2 separate regions of the Zea mays genome follow, and region 1 is linked to region 2. Evidence: chromatin contacts called from public Hi-C data. All regions are on one chromosome and are shown on one strand. Each heading gives the region's core, a stretch centred on a gene start, on an enhancer-like site or on the middle of the called end of the contact. The rest is flanking DNA. Distances are from core to core; before and after follow the strand shown. Region 1 holds the start of LOC100280577 (ribosomal protein S24). Region 2 has its middle 44 kb from the start of LOC103627063.

What was found. Hi-C and Micro-C count contacts between places; a contact is called where the count stands out from the background.
Region 1: a Hi-C map of ear shows a contact between it and region 2, with 3 times the contacts expected there. The contact joins the promoter of LOC100280577 here to the enhancer-like site in region 2. A contact is called at or near these places in 3 of 25 Hi-C or Micro-C datasets (ear, leaf and tassel).

Annotation. Positions count from the first base shown.
Region 1 is chr5:154,797,608-154,802,194 of Zm-B73-REFERENCE-NAM-5.0, reverse strand. It overlaps LOC100280577 (ribosomal protein S24), which reads right to left and starts at 2,836. Exons shown (of 4, transcript NM_001374579.1): 1 at 2,593-2,836; 2 at 2,331-2,501; 3 at 1,536-1,622; 4 at 1,131-1,386. The coding sequence starts at 2,718. The coding sequence ends at 1,357.
Region 2 is chr5:154,642,874-154,647,568 of Zm-B73-REFERENCE-NAM-5.0, reverse strand. No RefSeq gene overlaps it. Among protein-coding and RNA genes, the nearest start is that of LOC103627063, 44 kb to the right of the region's middle. Within about 2 kb of position 3,313, at least 17 of the 20 cell types and tissues checked have an H3K27ac peak or open chromatin away from gene starts, as enhancers often do. A contact at or near this core is called in ear, leaf and tassel, where this site is marked.

The DNA of each region.
Region 1 (4,587 bases), core at 1,587-4,086, 160 kb before region 2:
GCCCGGGGGCCCTCAAAATCATAGGACTGGGGCTGATGCTCAGCCAACAGATCTTTCATTTGAGGGAAAATAACTCAACCCCACATATATCAAACCCATGGACAGATAGCAGGTACGCTTCTAAGAAGGACACATGATTAGAGCCGAAATTTTTGACTTGTTTGGATATCAAACCCATAGCTTGACCTGTTTGGATATAAGAAGCTGCAATAAACCCGAAATTTTTGAAATAAAGCTCTTCCAAATAGACCCTTAAATGAGCTAGAAGATGGGCCTTTAGAAAAATAAGTCTTTAATAGGTCTCCATATTAAATCAGGGACAAAACGACCTAGCCCAAATCCAAACTAGAGATGACAATAGGTACCTGAATACCTGACGAGTTTTACCCGCAGATATGCTAATGGTCGTGAACCTCTACCCGTCGGGTAGACGGGTACTGCACATAATTGTATACACATGGGTAAAATATACCCGCATCGTATTAGTATTTACCATGTAATTAAAGACGTCTTAGCTAAAAAAATACTTATTTTGTTATTGTTTGTTTACCTATAAGTTATGTAAAAATATAGTTTGTTGTATTTTAAGTTAAACTTATGTTTATTTGACATTTTGAGTGATTGATACACTAGTATTTTAGCGAGTACGAGTGGGTAAAATTACAGGTCACGAGTACGAGAAATATTTTATACCCGCGACCTTAACCCAACCGGTATATATGCGTCGCCATCTTGAATCTGAACACGATGGAGACAATATTTTTCCTACATTAATCATTGGGGAAAAAAATCTGCCCACACAATGCTAACGGAGGTATTCCCCATTGCTTTATTCGATTAGAAGTTGATTAAAAGAGATCAAAAAAGATCAAAACTTTTGCTGGTCAAAATTGAATAGAAAGGATTTAGATACTGATGGAGAAATTCACCGGCAGGGAAGAGGCCCTATTGACATCTCTGGGTGTGACTGCGTCGCTGAACAGAACCACCGCACGAACAAGCGAGGGACGAGAGCCGATCCAGAGTCTTCTGAAACGGACATAACGTTTCACAGAATGTACCGTTTCAGAAACAGATTCTGCCGCAACGGAATCAACGCTACTATCTAGGCTCACGGACGTCACGTTTCATCTTTCAAAAGTATAACTTCGTTAAAAATTCTCGGCCCAGCATGGTATCGCCCCGACATTGCCACAAAGATGGGGAATATGCCTTTTCAAATGTACCAGTAGTCGATGTAAACAGCTAAAAAAACTCTTTTTCTAGATCAAAGCATTGCGACATGGGGTACAAAATTTCTGACGGCGAACAGGTGTTACTCGAACTCAAGACGGCTAAAGTACACTGAAACCTTGCTCATTTCTTCTTGGCGTCCCCAGCCTTTGTCTGCAAAACCAATCCAACAAAAAAATTAGCAGTTACACGCAAAAAATAACTATTTTTTTATCAGAACCACAGAAACACAATGAAATCCCCACATTCCAAATGCGCAGTAATATTAGACACAACAGTCAGATGAATGCAAGTGCGCATACCTTCTTCACACCGCGGATCTTCTTCGCCCTGTTCTTCCTCTCCTTCATCTGCTTGCGCGACTTCTCCACCTTGGTAGCAAGACCGTTCTGCAGAAACCCAAACACACTCTTGTCAAAAATAAGCAGGACCAATACAGACAGTGTTGTTTCAATCACAAAATCTGCATTGCAATGTAACATGGATTTGCAGGATACTTTTTATGTGAAGGGAGCATACAAATGGACCTGCTAATCGTTAACTGGTCTTTTAAGCTAGGTTCCATACACAAAACGGTCATGGATAATTCACAAAAATAGGATACGATATTTGCTTGCTGTAGCCCAGAATTCCATATGATTCATAGTTTAATGAAAGACCATAGCAAAATTTGCGAGTTAGCAACAAATATAATGTAAACTCCTCGAACTGACTCAAAAATATCCCGGTTTGAAAAATACTACAAAACACACAGTGCAATGGGAGTCAATATCATCATGGGATCATTTTCAACCATGTAGCAGCATCGCCATCACTAAGGCGATAAAGGGTTCATGCGCGACATAATCTGAACACACGACTGAGCAACAGATATTCGTTTCTCATCTAAAATACTATCTGATAAAAATATCAATGTTCCACAAGAAATATGTTAAATGAGCGACATAATCTGAAGGAGCAGCGAACATAAATGTACATCAATGGCCACAATAAACTAAAGCTTTGAGCTTTCAGCGTATACCAGGCAGTATATTCAACATGGAGACCTATGAATCCAATTACGAGTGAGAAAAACGGGAGGAGCAAGAGACGCATACCCTGATAAGCCTGTACTTGGGCTCGAACTTCTTGGCTGAGTCGACGTTGTCGTAGATGAGACCGAATCCGGTAGACTTGCCGCCTCCGAAGTGGGTGCGGAACTTGAAGACGAAGATGCAGTTGGGATCCTTCACCTCGTACATCTTAGCCAGCCTCTCCTTGAGCTCCGCCTGCAATATCAAGCGATCACACGCGTCAAAATCGCTAATAGAACGAGAGGATCTCGCAGCGAAGGCTCCGACGCTTGGGCACCGCACTGACCTTAGAGACGTTGGCGCGGCCCGGGTGGAGAACCTCGAGCACGAACTGCTTGCGGGAGAGGAGGCGGTTGGTCATGAACTTGCGCGTGCGGAGCGTCACCGCGGGTGACGCCTTCGTGTCCGCCATGCTTGATGCTGCCTGCGGAGCGCAGGATTGACTTCGCCGGAGCTGGCTCGCTGGGGCGCTTGGAGGCGGCGGCGGGGAAACAGGACTGAGAGAACGGAATTTTATATACTATGCTGATGAAAACCCTAGGTCACGTCGCCGTGGCTGACAAGGGGAACGGAGTGGTGGGCCTTATTAGATGTTACAACAATGATGGGCCAAAACTATTAACGGGTCTACATTGGACGGCATGGAAACCCATTACCTGTTCTAAAATCCTCTACTTGCATGCACGCGCGCAAGATAGGTATGGGCTGTCTGGTTGTTTGCTTGTCATGCTTGGGCCAGACAACGTGTTACGTGTCTGCACGGCCAAGTGTGGCTGAGCTCAACATAAATACATAATTCCTTTGACTTGATTGGAGGGTGGGTAGTCATTTTAGATTTAAAGTTCTTAGAAAATTTTGAAAATATTTACATTAGTTTATGAGATCTGTTAGAAATTAGAGATTATTTTATTACTGTTTGCTAGGTATTTTTTAAAAATATAAAATTAATTTAGTTAGTAATTAGAAGAACCACTACTTAGCGTGCTTAATAAAATCAACAAATGTTTATTAATAGTATTGTTTAGCTCTATTAAAATTTTAGTATAATAAGATACTAAATGAATCGGGGACAAAAATATTAAGCTATTTTTATGTAGCTTTTGTTCTTTTTAGTAATTAAACTGTTGCCCCAAAAATTACGAGAAAAATAGGGCAGATATAATCTCTAATTACCATTTTTGTGTAAAATTGCATAAAATTTAATCACTAGGTAAAGACATAATTGAAAAGGATAAAACTAATGCTATGTTATCAAAACCGTCGACTAAAACTGCTTAGAGGTTATTTATCTGGTTTTATAAAGTTAAGGTGGTTAAATAACTGATTTTGAAGGTGAGGAAGTGAAATAGACCATCATCTAAAGATCGGAGGGTCATGTAGACTTATTCCTAAATCTTTTATACATTGGTAAAGACCAAAGGAACAAGACTAGAAAACTTTTTTTTGTTGATTTCTCTCCCAATTCCTCACATCTTGTTGGGGACCTTCGGCATCCGAAGGTCCTCAAAAACAGGATTTAACAGTATTTCTGGAGTACAATGTGTGAACAGGTATCCTCGGACTAAGGTCGGCATCGCTGTAGACCGGAATAATACGAAGGTTGATACAGAGCCGAAGGTGCGAGCAGGAAAGCTTCGGCGTGACAGCAAAGAGTGGAACCGACTTAAAGATGAAAAGGCTATTCAGACCTCGATAGACTACTATAGAATTATTATCAAATGTAAAGGGCATGAGTGTAATTTTGTAAGGGTTGTGTCCCGTGCCTATAAATAGGTGAACAGTATCCCCGTACTGTTCACGCTGACTTGGCATTTGCTTCTTGCGTCACGCTTGTATTGTCATTCCCTTCCGATTGAAGGTACACTTGTAATTCAACAATGTTTCTGTTTATGCCCGATAATAATATATGATTGCTTATATCGTCTTTAATATTCTTTATATTTCATTCCTCGCCATTATTTAATGAATGTATGAAGGTATGTCCTTCGTAACCTTCGTCCGCAAGCCATTACATCCTAAGGGAAATAATGCTTCGGAGGACGAAGGACTTTAACAATTAACATTTTCTATGTTGCCTTGTTCTTAACTCATAGCACTTGAGAACAAGTCCCCAACATTGGCGCCCACCTCCGGTGAACTCACTTCCATTTCTTGAGCTTTTCAACACCTTCGGCAAGCATCACCTTCGTCATGCCGCCGAAGAAGGCTTCAGCAGCAGGGGCTGGCACGCTGCAGCCGCTGGATCCCAATCAAGACGTCCTTTCTCTTAGAGAGGCACGAA
Region 2 (4,695 bases), core at 2,064-4,563:
CGGAATTAAACCGCGAACCGAAATCCGGAACGGAACGAGACGAACATTCAACATCAGACAAAGAAATGTGCTTCGGCATGATGCAACACCCATGACACTTAGGTTTTGGTTTATACATGACACGGACACCTGCCGCTATACTGGTTTGAAATTGGGAAGAAGGAGCAAACGGGAAAGAGAAAAGAGAGTAACGCCCGAATTTGGTGAGAGAAAAGAAGAAAAAATTCTACCCCCAAATTCAGGGCGTTACAAACGTCGTGTGCCTCGTTCCCTCTTATACACGGTTGTGGCCACACCAAAAAAATTAGTTGGTGTGGTCTCGCAAGACTCTCGTCCCACTCGATACAATATTACAATGGCTCGTGCAAGAGTCGAGGATTTGGTGGGTTTTCTAACCTCGCTCACACAACTAGGAACAAACCTAGAGCAAGCGCTAAAGCGGTCTAACTAATCTAAGAACTTTACAAAGCACATACGCTAATCACCTAGTCATTCTATTAACCACTATGGTGTTTGGAGCTATGGAAATGTGTGTTGCTTGGACTCCCACACCTTCAAATGGACGACTAGGGGGTATTTATAGAGCCCCATCAAAAACTAGTTATTGGAAGAAAAAAGCAACCTTTCTGTCTGCGCAACTGGACCGGTCTGGTGCACACATGATCGCCTATCCGGACCATCCACATCAGCTAGCCGTTAGAAGTCTGACAGCAGCTCTGCATTGTCGCAGTGGTCTTGTGCACCACCGGACCAGTACAGAGGCTTCCACGTCAGTCGACAATTGGGACTAGCCATTGGACCATGGTTCGTTGTACCACCGGACAGTCCGGATAGCCAGTTGTACGAGAGCCATTTGCATAGCCCTTTGCTCACTCGGTCTGGTGATCTTTTGCATTATTAAATGGGATGGAGTCCATTTTCCTTTCAGTCCCGACCTCATCCTTTTTAATAGATCTTTTGCATTATTATCAGATCAAACTGATTCATTTGAGCCTAATCATGTTCTTCATATTGCCATTTTTGCTCATATGCGGGAGGATTATCCGGGCATTCTGCCTTTCTTCCCTTTGTTCCAATACCACTTTTTTCTTTGTCCCTAACCCAACAAGGAAACCCTAGTGGTTGTATATGGGGTAGGGATTCAAGTCTGTAGAGGATACCAGTATTTACACTGCACTTTCAAAACCTCTCTAAATAATTGGTACTCCCTCCGTTTCATTTTAGTTGTCGCTGGATAGTGCAAAATTGAACTATCCAGCGACAATTAAAAAGAAACAGAGGGAGTATATGAAATGGTTTTGTATTGGTAACCATAATTCAAGACTCCATGAGTTCCTTGGCCAGTGCCCAGTCCATCGTCTTGATTGGATGAGCGGACCCTACCCAAATATTCCGAAGCCATTGTTGCAGACTTGCCGTCAAAGGGATTTAAGATATGAAGGTACTTAGACTGTCTGGCGTACACATAACAGCCAATTAGACACAACACTTAGTCCCCCTATGAAAGAAGAAGACCAACTACGCCTAGGAGTATGGAGGGCAGACTGACCCCTCGCGTACTTATGAGGAGAAAACTTCAATGCCCAAAGTGAAGGCGTATCTGAAGCAAATCTTCCATTCCATTAGGGCATGTTTGTTTTGTTCGAATTGAATTTCATTCTAATAATTATAATTTAGACAAAATTAATTAAGTTAATATATTTGTCTATGTATCATATTTGTATATTATCATAAATCATATAAGAGAGATAGTTATACACTACATTTATGTTATAGAGAAGCAAGTAGAAGACTCTGTTATGAATTGTACATTAGAAAAGTAGCATGTAAATCTATAGAATTAATTTTCATCTCTTACCCCATGGATTTGAGATAGGATTTTATGTACACTCTGGAAAGTTATGGAATGTCACATTCTTAAAAAATAGCCTACTATATTAGTTAGATTACAATTCCTTAAAATGAAGGGAAACAAACTGGCCCTTAGAGATTTCCCTGATGGCTACTTTATCGAAACGTATTCTTTGACAGAAACTTGAGCCAAGGTATGTCCGACAACTCGGCCATCTAATATTGTACTCCCTCCGATCTTTTTTATTTGACATTTGCTAGTGTAAAATTGAACTATCATGCGTCAAATAAAAGAAAATGGAGGTAGTATTTAGAATTACCCAACTCTGACTTTGTTGTAATCTATGTTAGATGTTGGTGTTATTTTGACCTCAATAGAATCTAGCATGAATTTCAAAGAATTACGAAAAGTCAGGCCTCAACCATTTTCCTGAATAACTAGCTAGGAGGGCCTCTAAAGATGCACCACTTGCAACTCAGACCAAGGCTCCTCCTCCAAGAAGAGGAATAAAGAGAAAGCCCTAGTGGTAGTCTTGGACGATGAATCTCCTCCACCTCATATAGCCCATGGTGGTCGAAATGAGTGAAGGTTCAAACTCCCCCACGCTATCCAAAGGAGATCATCACTGAGCCCTAGTCGAAGTCGACCACACAACTTAGCCATCAAGACAAGATGACTTAGCTTCTAAGGGAGTGTTTGAATGTACTAAAACTAATAGTTATTAGCTAAAATTAGTTAAAGACATTCAAACACCCTAGCTAATATTTTAGATATTAGCTATTTTTAGTAAATTAGCTACTAGTTAACTAGCTATTTGTTAGCTAGCTAATGCTACTATTAAATTTTTAGCTAACTAATTATTAGAGCTAGTGTATTCAAACATCGCCTAAGGCTCAGCCCCAGAGAGGCTCTCCTACTTCCCCAAGAACAAGATAAGAAGATCTGCAAGGTACGACAACATCATAGTTATCATCATCTTTTAGCTGAAAACATATATTTAAATATATGTTGAATGTGGAATATTTCAGGACATCGACAAATCTGGTAGATGACTTGGTTGGTCCACCACTGCCTCAAAATTGTCCACCCGTCAGTGCTCTAGTGACAGAGCCCTCCACCTCTATGACTGATTCCCTAGCAGAAGACTCTGAGAACCGAGCCATCCAAAGTTCCTACTTCCTAGGGGAACTCCTTCAGGCACCTCGATCCCAATTCTATCGAGTGACATGAGGAACAATGCAGACGTTGCATGCACACCAGCCAGCAGCCCATAAGCTAGACACGAACAAATGCAGTAGCGCCACTCCGAAAACGACTATAAAAATATAAAGAAAATACAAACAAAAATTCACGAGCAGGGTAACGGCTTGGCATGAGTTGTATACAACACTATTCATGACGCTGAGACGTTGTCCATGTTGGGCTGTGGCCTGTGCCAAAGGAGGAGGCATGGCCATGGCCCATGGGCGATGGCCCACGGGTGCGCTACTTCCGATTGAGCTCCGTAGTCCGGACTTGCTCGTGGGTGTGTAGCGTTGGGCTTTTCACGGGCCGTTTAGGGTCTGGATGCGTTGCTAGCTTTAGCTTGTGTAGTTGGGCTGGATGCTCTACTTTCGAAAAGGCAAATAAAAACTTTGCTAAATGAAGGCTCTTGTAAAAGCATGATGTCTTGTAAATCTGTGTTTGATTTTTAAGGACTAATTTTTAGTCTCTCTATTTTTTCTATTTTAGTCTCCAAATGACCAAATACAAAAACTAAAACTCTACTTTTTGTTTTCATATTTGATAATTTAAAAACTAAAATAAAATAAAATAATGACACTAAAAATTAGTTCCTAAAAATTAAACACCCCTTAAGTTGTACTCATAGTTTCAAACTGTAGAGCTAGTTACAATATGCGAACGTCTACAGATGACGAAAAGCTTGTGTATGTAATCCTTTCCCGCGTGTAAAGATAAAAAATTGGCATCTTTTGTTTTGCAGAAGCAGCACTCATCAATTTATGCATATATGGTAGTCGGTCCGTTCTTGCCGTGCTTGCAATATTATGACGAAAATCTTTGTAGTTACATTAAGTAAGATAAAATGTTCGCTAAAACTAGAAAATTGAGTGGTCCAAGGCGGCCTACAATGCCTTTTTCCTTGGTTCGATCTTGCTTTCCTTTGAAACGAATTTGGAAATCATTAGCTCCTCTCCGCTGCAAGTTCTTCATTTTGACTTATAGACTTGTAGTAATTAATTGTTGTTGAATGGCAGACTGGCCCTCTAAGAGGACTCCTCCACCCAAGTGCTTGCCCCTTCTAGCAGAAGCGGGCCCAGACATTTGAGATTGGGTATTCAAAAATTCAAAAGATTAAAAAAATTAGTGCTCTAACGCTATTTTATGTAATACAATATTGACAAATTACTATAGATCACCAAAAACTTAGGTATTCAATGAATACCCATGAAACCCATGGGCCCGTCTCTGCCTTCTAGTACATCATTTTGCAGAAAATTGGCTTGGCCTCCGTTGCACCTCAACCATCAACTCATAAGTTCTCAAGCTAGTGGTGCAAGGCAGTTAAAGAGGTGGCATAAGACTACAAGAAGGGGTTTAATTTAGTGGCACTATTAGTGTCTTGAAAAAAATATGAAATCATAGAAACAATTGTGTTTTTAATGGATCTACTCCAAACATTATAACAGTGTTGCGAGCTTTCAGTTACGAGTGTACCATTTGGTGATCGACTAGTGTAAAGGGATTATGACAATAGTGTGGTTGTTTTGGCCGTGTCGATCTCCGTCTTTATTTTTAGTTTCTTTTGTAGCCTTTCTAGAGCACTATGAGTGTTGTCCGGG